Regions from separate parts of the Sus scrofa genome. Here region 1 is linked to region 2. Evidence: chromatin contacts called from public Hi-C data. All regions are on one chromosome and are shown on one strand. Each heading gives the region's core, a stretch centred on a gene start, on an enhancer-like site or on the middle of the called end of the contact. The rest is flanking DNA. Distances are from core to core; before and after follow the strand shown.

Region 1 (5,330 bases), core at 1,513-4,012, 240 kb after region 2:
AATCACAAGTCCACATCAATACCTCTAAATCTAATCCATTCTCTCAAGGTGTCTCTTGCTTTCAACAGAGTAATAAGCGGATGTCAAAAGATATCTGCAGACAACTTTGTGGAAAATGTCCTCAGGTGGGCAAGCGTGGAAGCAAGGAAACCAATTAGGAGCATTTATAGTTGTTCAGGGAAGATATGATGGGATTTGGGCTCGGGTGAGGAATGGTCAGGCTTATAGTCTTAGGACATGATATGCTATGAAAGGAAAGGCGAGAAACCACGTATTACTCCGAGACATTTAACCTGAGCTATGGATCTGACTCACCAGGCAGAATTTACAGTGGAATTGATTTGACACTTGAAGAGCAGAAAAATGGCCTTTCTTAGTAGATCCCTACAGGATACGGAAGTGAGAACATGATTGCTATGACCAAAAAAGTCCCTGAAAACTTTGAGCCTATCAGTGGAAAAATATTTTAAAAGGCTAACATTTAAATATGTCCTTTACTCACTTCAGGGAAGTGTTTGGGATACAGAAATCCTGGCGGGGAGGCTGTGGGGCTGAGGGAAATGTGCAGATGCTCCCAATGTGAACAAGTTCTGAAAGCAAAGCAAGAAAAACAGCCTGCTTCCCAGGCGTTCCTTCAATTTACTTTATTTTTTAAAATTGATTTTATTGTGATAAGAATGCTTAACATGAGATGAAACCTCTTAACAAATTTAGTGTACAACACGCTATTGCGGCCTCTAGGTACAACGTTGTAGAGCAGATCGCTAAACAATTCCCTAATAGCAGAATATAGTCAATGTACTTTCCAAAGAGATTCCAAAGAAAGCAGGAATGGCATTGCCCACGGTTCCAACAGTTGTATATCCTGAATATGACAGTCCTGGGGAGCAAGAAGACCCACTCTCCTCCAAGAATATAACTACTTTCATTTCTCGTGTTTCCTTCCATCCACATTAATGGACACACAATTTTCACACTGAAGCCATTGCATGCTTTATGATGTGTTTAACTCTCATTTTCTTTTCTTAACTCTTTTTTGAAAATTTAAATGTAGTTGATTTACAATGTTGTGCCAATTTCTGCTGTATAGGAATCACGCAGTCATACATGTATATACATTCTTTTTCTCATACTATCATCCATAACTACTGAACATTATTATAGCATTATTACTGTTATTATTATTTTGTCTTTTTGTCATTTCTTGGGCCGCTCCCGCGGCATATGGAGGTTCCCAGGCTAGGGGTCTAATTGGAGCTGTAGTCGCCGGCCTACGCCACAGCCACAGCAACGCGGGATCCGAGCCACGTCTGCGACCTACACCACAGCTCATGGCAACGCTGGATCCTTAACCCTCTGAGCAAGGCCAGGAATCGAACCCGAAACCTCATGGTTCCTAGTCAGGATCGTTAATCACTGTGCCACGATGGGAACTCCTTATAGAATTATTTTAATGTTTCTGACTATCTCCTGTTTGGGACTTTTCACAATGTGGATATTCACTCTTGTACCCACCCATCCTCTCTGCCCTGCCCCCTAATAACTCTCCAAACAAACAAACATACAAACAAAATGTGACGCAAGCAATACAATCCTTATTATCATGCTTACCTCATTGCTTCTATCTTATCTTGCTTTGGGGTGGGAATGCGTTTCAAGTCACGTAGAGAAAAATGATTAATAATTTAACCACTGATTCATTTGATTCTCTAACTAGACACTAGGCTCTCAAATCTCAGCCTGCTTTCTTATCTGCAGAAGAAACCACACACAGTTTGATCTGTTTCATTTACTATGGACATTGCTCCCATGAATGAAATTCCACAGCAGTGGCCAGAGAGATACTTGGAGGTGAGTTCATCTGAACATACACACAACAAGTCCAGGAAGGAATCCCAGCTATCCATGTTTCCCAGGTCCTGATAGGGAGCTCCAGTGGGTGATGACACATGGAGAACGGCTTCCTGTCTGCTCGGTGTAGGACTGCAAACTCCATATCTCGTGCAAAATTCCAATGGTCTTTCTAAAACCCTGAACAGTGCAGAACCTTCCTTATCTCTGAGTGCACAGGGGCCTGTGGAACCAGCACTTCCTGCATTACAGGAATAGGAAACAGTGAATATGATTTATTAGCGATGTTTCGTGCTGTAGCTTGTGCATCACCAAATCCCCAGACGGTCTGGATGGATGTTGATCTCCTCCACTTACGGAAACATTAATGTCTAGGATGTCCTCACCAAGAAAAAATCAAGAGCAATTCTTTGAGTGTGGCATAGATGCTGACATATTGACCTTCTATCATTTGAGAGACCCAGTTGGGGTTTACTGATATGAGGAGGAAGTTGAGGCAAGGGAAACAACACAGAACGCAAAGCCAATTGTTTGAAAACTGCAAAGTCCGTGGGAATGTGAGTTCACACTTGTTTGCCCATTAAGGCTTTTTTTCCCTGCCTACTCCCCTCACTGCCCTTCCCCAGGAGATGGTATATTCGTATATACTTTATGAGGCAAGGGATTTTAACATTGATTCTGAGAGTATCCTATTAAATAGATCAAAATTTGAACCTTTAAATACAAACTATCACACACATATGGGAATGCAAAAATAAAATTCTTACACTGGAGAAGAGGGGCTGCAAATTGCAACTCGCAACTCCTAGCCATTTTTTCTTGGCTTTTCGTTAGCAATTTCCTGGTAGTTCTCACTGAAGTGTTACCTGGAGTTCGGCCAAATCAGTCTTATGCAATTTGTTACAATGACTGAAGGTCACAATCTTTAACTGTTGGCAGGTGTTCTGGGCTTGCCCTCACTTGAGGAGCCCTGGTTAATCCAGTTTGGTGCGATTCTTTTCTGTTTTAGTTCTTGAAGATCCGTTGATATATTCTCTGAACCAGAAAACTGAGTTAGCCTGAGCTCACACACTCAAATCCTCAGGCTTAGAGTGTATATTTCCAAGAGCTGTGGAAATCGTTCTAGAGCTCTTCACATATCTCTACTTATTCTCCAAAGAATTTTCAATGGATCTGTGAAAATAAAAGAAATTTAATAGATACTAACATATTGTCATGAGTTATGCAGCCTGTACATATTAGTCTGCTTGGGATGCTCTAGCAAAATATCATAGACTAGGTAATTCAAACCACAGACACTTATTTCTCACATTTCTGGAGGCTGGGAAGTTCAAGACAAGGTTCCGGCTGATTCTGTTCCTGCTGAGAACCCTCCTCCTGGCTTGCAGAAGGCTGCCTTCTCACTGTCTATTTACATAGTGGACAAAGAGTTCTGGTGTCTCTTTCTCTTCTTATGAAGTCACCAATCCCATCATGAAAGTCCTATACCATCATGACCCCATTTAAACCAAATTACCTCCTAAAAGATCGACCTGCAAATACCATCACATTGGGGTCAGTGCTTTGATACATGAATTTTTTTTTGAGGAAATGCAAATATTCAGTCCATAACACTGTGCAATTAGAGAGTTTAAATCCTGGAAGGAGCCTCTTTGAGGGTTGGATAAAATAACTTGACTAAAGAGTATCTGCCATCTGGGACAGTAACCTCCCTAAGCACTTATGGTTTTGAAAACTTCAAGAAAATAGAATATTTTGCTGCTTTTGGCTAAGAGGATGTTGGGAGTTTCCCTGACATCTTGGGGGTTCATTCAAAGCCCAGTGACAAAATACAGCTTTTACTGCAAAAGCTGTGCTTATGACTCAAATCCCAGGGGAAACCTTGGAGAGGTGTGTCTGCCCAAGCTTCAGAAGTGGAGAACCAGAGAAAGGGATATTTGTTCTAGTCATCTGGGGCTTCTGGGCTCTCTCTTCTGTTCAGCTGACCAGCCCAATGACATGACTGTGTTTTTGTAGTCTCCACTTGCCTCACCCTTTGGTGATGAACTCTGTCTTCCTGGCTTTAATATTACCTCTCGCTCCAGGACTGACTCCTTGCTCCTGAAAGGAGGACCGTCTCAGCTCCAACCAGTCTCATGGTTTTCACCCAGACTGTGATTGGAGATTAAGAACAGGAAAAAAAAAAATGACAGAAAGATATTGTTTATCCAACATCCCCAGTATTCCTGAGGTGGGTGTGTTTTGTTATCTTGGTTACTTTAGATTTTCATTACAACTGAGTTGAGTTATTTTCCTCCAGTCACCAAATGTACACTGAGTCACTAAGTGGGCAACTTTACTTTCATCTTATCATATCAGATCACATATATCATCATATTCAGATATTCAAATCATCTAATCAGTCTGCCTAGCCCACTCTCCCATGCTAATACTAACTACAGCAAGTGACTATGTTGGTTATCTGTTCTAGAGTGCTTGTTCATCTTTTATGATCAACTTTTATTTAAGTAAATGTTAACTTTTCTGTATAGGGCTTCTCCTCCTGTACAGTTTTAGGGTCATGTATTGGGGTGAAATAGAGAAGTTATGTTGCAACTCTTCTCAAAAGAATTTTGTTTTTATTAATATCTGGATAATGCAACCAGCTCACATCTCCAGGTCCTCATTCCTCCATTCAGAAGATTGTTGAATTCAAGTGGTAAATAAAATTATGATCATGGCCAGCTTCACAAACCTCTCCCTTGTGTTATGTTAATGGCACAGCAGAACTTATTACTCGAGGTTTTTTATTATTATTGTTATTGTTATTGTTATTTTGTCTTTTTAGGGCTGCAACCATGGCATATGGAAGTTCCCAGGCTAGGGGTTAAACTGGAGCTGGAGCTGCTGGCCTATGCCACAGTCACAGCAATACCAGATCCTTTAACCCTCTGAGCAAGGCCAGGCATCAGCCCACGTCTTCATGGGTACTAGTACAGTATATAATGGCTGATCCATGATGGGAACTCCAGGTTTATTCTTTTTTTTAAGGTTCTACTCACGGCATATGAGTCAGGGATGGCACCCATGCCTCCTCAGTGACCTGAGCTGCTGCAGTCAGATTCTTAGTCTTCTGCACCATGGTGGGAACTCCTGTGCTAGCTCTTTAAACTCACAGCAAGCCTTTGCTGTATGTGTGACTTTCATCCTCATTTTACAGTTGAAGAAACATCCATGAAGAGACCAAATATCCCACTAAAGTCATGATGCTACTAAGTGGTGGGACTCTAATTCAAACCCAGGCCTGATTTGCTCTCTTCTTTCTCCTCTGACCAAAGAAGTTGCCATTATCTCTTTACTCCACATCTGCACATGGTGTTCTCTTCTTAGACTTCAATCAGTTACAAATTCTTCCTGTTCCTAACTCTTAAAATGAATGGTTGGAGACAATAAGCTATGGTTTCAAAGGAGAACTCTGAGGCCGTACTACCTGAGTTAAA
Region 2 (5,148 bases), core at 1,502-4,001:
GTATGTAGGTACCCTGGTTTATTTCATAAATTATTTAAGAATTTACTACTGATAGGCATGAAGAATGTCCAAGACCTTTCACCATTTTAAGCAATTTTTCAGTATACCTATTTACTTTGCTCAAAAATTTCTTTAGTGTAAAGTCTTAGGCTTAAGATTGCTAATGAAAAAAACTGCTCATTTTATATTTTAACACACAGTATTAAATAATTCTCCTGGATAGTTATGCTTATTTTCTGGTGGTGCCTGTTTTTCCACATGTTGGTTTAACAGTGTCGCAACTAAGCCACTGAATCTTGGTGCATAAGAAATGTCATATTTCCTTATTTACTTAAAAAAAAAAAAAACAGTTAAATTAGACTCAGTGGTCTATCCTGTTGACGTGGGAAAAGGGATTAAATTACAGCCTTAATTGGGGATCTCCTCCAAACCTGTCCCACACTCCAAGCCACAAGGTCTTGCAAAATCCACGGGGATTCTTAAGACTATTCCAGTGCAGCAGAGAGCTCCCCGAAGCCTTCTGTCCACAGGGCTACCACAGCCATGCTTAGTTGTCAGGGTCTCACCATCTCTTGGCGTCTGATGTTTCTGCTGTTTCCACTCTATGCTTGGGGATCTTTAAAAACCCGTGAACCTAGAGCTAGTGTCCAGACTCCCCAGAGTACTGTCCTCACGGGAGCTCAAGTCCTGCTGCTCTCACAACCCTTTGAACCTCAACCTTCTCTTTCCCTGTAGATCACCCTGTCTTCTTCCGTCTTTGTCTCCATTTCTCTTTCGACCTTCTCCCCAACTCCTTGTGAAGCCAGACAATTTTGTCAATAAGTTCAGTTGTGTATAAACAACAGGTAAAGCCAGGCAGATTTTGCCTGCCGAATCTGGAAAAATCCATGAGATTAGAAAACAGAAAGGCTGGAGTGGGGGTAGAACATGCTTACAGGAAGAACAAACACATATTAACTGCTCTAATTATCCTGTTTCATTACGTCTGTCTATCTTTTTCACCTCTGTTAATCTGATATACAAAAATTATTTTTTTCCTTTGCTCATTTTTCTTTTGAGGTATTTGTTGTCTTCCACATTGATTAGACATTTTTTAATCTTTATGAATCTAATAGGTATTAGATAATATTTTATTTTAATTTCTCTGTATTTTACTTAGAGATGTTGGTCAACTTCCCCTTTGTTTGTTCTTAATTTATAAACCTAGTCTGTGAATTGCTTTTTCATTTTCTTTGCCCATTTCCTAAGTAGTATTTGACTTTCTTCTTGATGTGTAGGCCTGCTTTATAACAAAGATATTCAACCCAATGTCACAAGTATTTTCTCTTAGTCTGTTATTTACTGACCAAGTTTTTTTTATGGATTTTAAGTTTCTAATTATACGTAATCAACTGTTAGTATTCTCTTTTTTCAGTTTTTTAATTTCTTTTCCTGAGGGTCACAATAGGCTTTTTCTATACCAAGAAATACTTTTGTTTGGGGGCTCCCATATATATATATTTGTCTTTTTGTCTTTTCTAGGGCTGCATTTGCTGCATAGGGAGGTTCCCAGGCTAGGAGTCAAATCGGAGCTGTAGCCACCGGCCTACACCAGAGCCACAGCAACGCCAGATCCGAGCTGCGTATGCAACCTACACCACAGCTCACGGCAACGCCAGATCCTTAACCCACTGAGCGAGGCCAGGGATCGAACCCATAACCTCGTGGTTCCTAGTTGGATTTGTTAATCACTGAGCAATGACGGGAACTCCTGCGACTCTCATCTTTTAATTATTTGGAGTTCCCATTGTGACTCAGCAGTAATGAACCTGACTAATATTCATATTTTGTTCTTTATATTCTTTATTTGCATACCTAAACCACCTGGATTGTATTGTATAAGGAAAATAATATAATTTTTCCTATTTTAGCTATCAAATTTTCTCAAACTATTTATTGATTAATATAGCAGTTATTCACTGATTTGAATTGCTATCTTTTCCTCATTACATTTTCCAATTAGTATTGCTGATGTATACAATTAATTCTATATATTTCTTTTATTTCTAATCATCTTACTGAACTATAATGTTTATCAGTTATTTCTTTTGGTTTTCTATATATAAAAAATACTAGTATATTAAAGAGAGATTTTTAACTCTCATATAAACACAATGAAATTATACAGCCTTCATGTGAGTTTTCTGTATTTCTTGTTAGATTTAATTCTTTTACTGTTGGGAATAGAGTTGGGTCTATTTGTCTTATTTTATAAATAGGACATCTTGAACAATATTAAAGTCGAACCCCTTCTTTCCTTTAAAAATATCTGGCTGCTAGTGAAAGTGCAATTAAATATTTAAGGGACTTGTCAAGTTACCCTCTTAAACTTTTTCCCAATTTATACTCCCTCTAGAGTATCTCAGAGTATCTATTTCCTACACCCTATTGGAAAAGGGTCATAATGTGTAATAGTTCATCTGGCCATGAAATGAGCATGGTCTTTGAAGCAGTAAATCAGATCACCCTAGCAACAGTTTTCCATATTTCTTTCCTGCTTTTGCTTTCTCAGTGTACTAACCACGGGCTCAAATTCTTTGCTCTGCTGCTGGCACTTTCTCCACTCAGCTCACAGACTCCTATCTCACCTCAGTCTTGGCTCTAACCTAGCCATTCCTCTCCCTTGTTTGACTTCCTAACTCACCCCTACTTGTAGGAGATGGAGTTGGCTTGGTCAGTCAGATACTGGCCAAGTAGAGCAGACTGTGTCAAAGCCTGGGTTTCCCGGGGACTGGAGCTGGAACTAAGTCAAAGTCCAGAGGTTGAAAAGCAGAAGATACCCTGTACAAACAACAGGAAGACCAAATGTAAACACTGGGCCCAAGCTTTAAAACCCAAACACAGCCGGCTCACTGCTGAGCTTATCAGTCTCTCTCCGACTTGGATCCAGTAACAAATCTTTGTGTCATAGCTGATTTCAAAGCTTATATGAAAAAGAGTGCTAAGTGAAGACATTACTATAACCATATATGTGGTGAAAGGCTCACTCCTTTCCCAACTGAAAGTGCAGAGGTGAGTAATCTAAGGCTGGCATTGTGACTTTGCCCTAGATAATCCTCGGAGACCCAGGCTACTTGCAGCTTTCCACTTGACCATGCCTCTTCCTCAAGAACCACAATGGAACTTGAGTCATCACCTCCACATTCCAAGGAGTAGATCGAAAGAAAACAGGAAGAAAGGTCAAAGAGCAAGTGACAGCTGCATTGGCTGGAAGATTCTTGGATGCTGGCATGGGACACTTTCACTAGATTCCACTGCAGAACTCAGTCACTTGGCCATATCATGTTGCAAGGGAGGCTGGACGTGTGGCCTTTGTTTTACGTGGCCATGTGCCTAGCTAGTTCTGTTAGTGTGGAAGGGTTCAGAATAGATATTGATGGGTCATTAGCAATTGTTGCCACAAGAATCTACTAAACTAGGTAATGAATTAGGTCTCACAGTTTAACAGAGGAAGACAAACATACAAATGAACAACCGAAAAAAAAAAACAAACCAAATTTCTATATTATGGTTGTGCTTGGGTGATGTATGCAAGAAAACTCTGGGGTACAAAGGAAGAGTTGATCAATTCTAATGGAGAAGATGGGGGGTTATAGGAGAGAAGATGTTTCGACTAAGACTTTGAAGTAGAGTAGATTTTTGCCATATGCGCTATATGGAAGGATATTTCAAACTAGGAGCAGCTTATGCTTAGAAGTGTAAAATATGAGGCTGCCTTCAAAAGTATGGAAGCATTTCTGTCTAGCTGGTAAGTTCAGGGAAGTGGGTATTTCAGTAAGAAATGACTCTGGACAAGTAGTCAGGGACCAGAAAATTAATAGCCATGTGTACTACTTAGGAGTTTAGACTTGACTGTCGAGGTAATAGGGACAAGATATGAGTTGCAGAATTATCAGATCAGATCTGATCATTATTTTGAAGAACAACTGGAAAAGGGTATGACTGGATGAAAGCTATCAGAGGAGAAAGTGTCATGGAAATCTCTTGTATTCTTAGTGTGGATATCTGGTTGGATGGGGCATCAGTTTCAGGGTTTCCCAGAGAATCAGAACCCTGAAAACCAAAATCTAGGATGGCGGGTGCTGACAAGTCTGAAGTGCGTAGGGGAGGCTAGCAGGCTGGAAACTCTCAAGCAGGAGCTGATGCTGCTATCTTGAGGCCAAATTTCTTCTTCTTCAGGAAAGCCTCAGTTTTGCTTTGCATCTGCTTGGATGAGGTCTGCTCAACTTATAAAGATAATCTCCTTTACTTAAAGGCAACTGAGCATAGATGGTAACCACATCTAAAAAATATCTTCTGGGCAAGAGCTAGATTAGTGTTTATCTGATACCTGGGTTCTATAGCCTGGGCAAGTTGACACATAAAACTGACCATTATAGATGGTGACACTGTCAACTGTACAGGAAGGAAGCAAATAGGGTGGCTAACAAGAAAAAAAAATGGCCATGTTAAGAGCGAGGAACCTACAGTCCATGTGGAAGGCATGGAGATACTATAATACTATATGGAGTTTGAGAATGTATCCTGGATTAGAAATTTAAAGTGATGTAGTTCAAACCACAAGTAAAGATGTGATTCCATAGGATGAGCACATAAGAAGTAGCTTCAAATGCCCACTCATGTAAGTGAGTTAAGGAGGCAGGCCAGAGATTTAAGGCAATAGGGAGTGGTGAGGACTGTGTCAACTGGAGAGCAAATGTCCCATCTCTATAGAGCAACTTCTGGTTAATTCCAATGAATTAGCCATGCATAAATATTGGACTAGTGTTGTCAAATCTTTCCATGTTTTAAAAGAACATGGAAAATCCAAATAACTAAGTGCAAATTTCAGGTTTCAAATACTTTTTCTTAAATTTGCCTGAAATAATGCTGAGTCCAAATTGAATATATATATCTGTGGATGGTATCCAGTTCATGGGCCTCTATTTTAGAATTCTGAAGAAGAGTGAGGCTAGAAGACAGTGGATGAAACTCTGGGAACTCCAACATTTAAGGGTCAATAATGAGAATGGGTCAACCACATAAGGACAAAAAGAGGCCATAAAATATGACCATTGGAATGGTCAGTTTGTGAATTAGCCTGTGAATTATTTTAGCAGTATGGTGGAG

What was found. A called contact is a pair of places that touch in the nucleus more often than the background predicts.
Region 1: a Hi-C map of liver shows a contact between it and region 2, with 4 times the contacts expected there. The contact joins two enhancer-like sites. A contact is called at or near these places in 2 of 47 Hi-C or Micro-C datasets (epiblast stem cells and liver).

The regions. Positions count from the first base shown.
Region 1 is chr1:22,451,444-22,456,773 of Sscrofa11.1, forward strand. No RefSeq gene overlaps it. Among named protein-coding and RNA genes, the nearest start is that of HIVEP2, 210 kb to the left of the region's middle. Within about 2 kb of position 2,763, at least 17 of the 83 cell types and tissues checked have an H3K27ac peak or open chromatin away from gene starts, as enhancers often do. A contact at or near this core is called in liver, where this site is marked.
Region 2 is chr1:22,208,585-22,213,732 of Sscrofa11.1, forward strand. No RefSeq gene overlaps it. Among named protein-coding and RNA genes, the nearest start is that of HIVEP2, 30 kb to the right of the region's middle. Within about 2 kb of position 2,752, at least 17 of the 83 cell types and tissues checked have an H3K27ac peak or open chromatin away from gene starts, as enhancers often do. A contact at or near this core is called in liver, where this site is marked.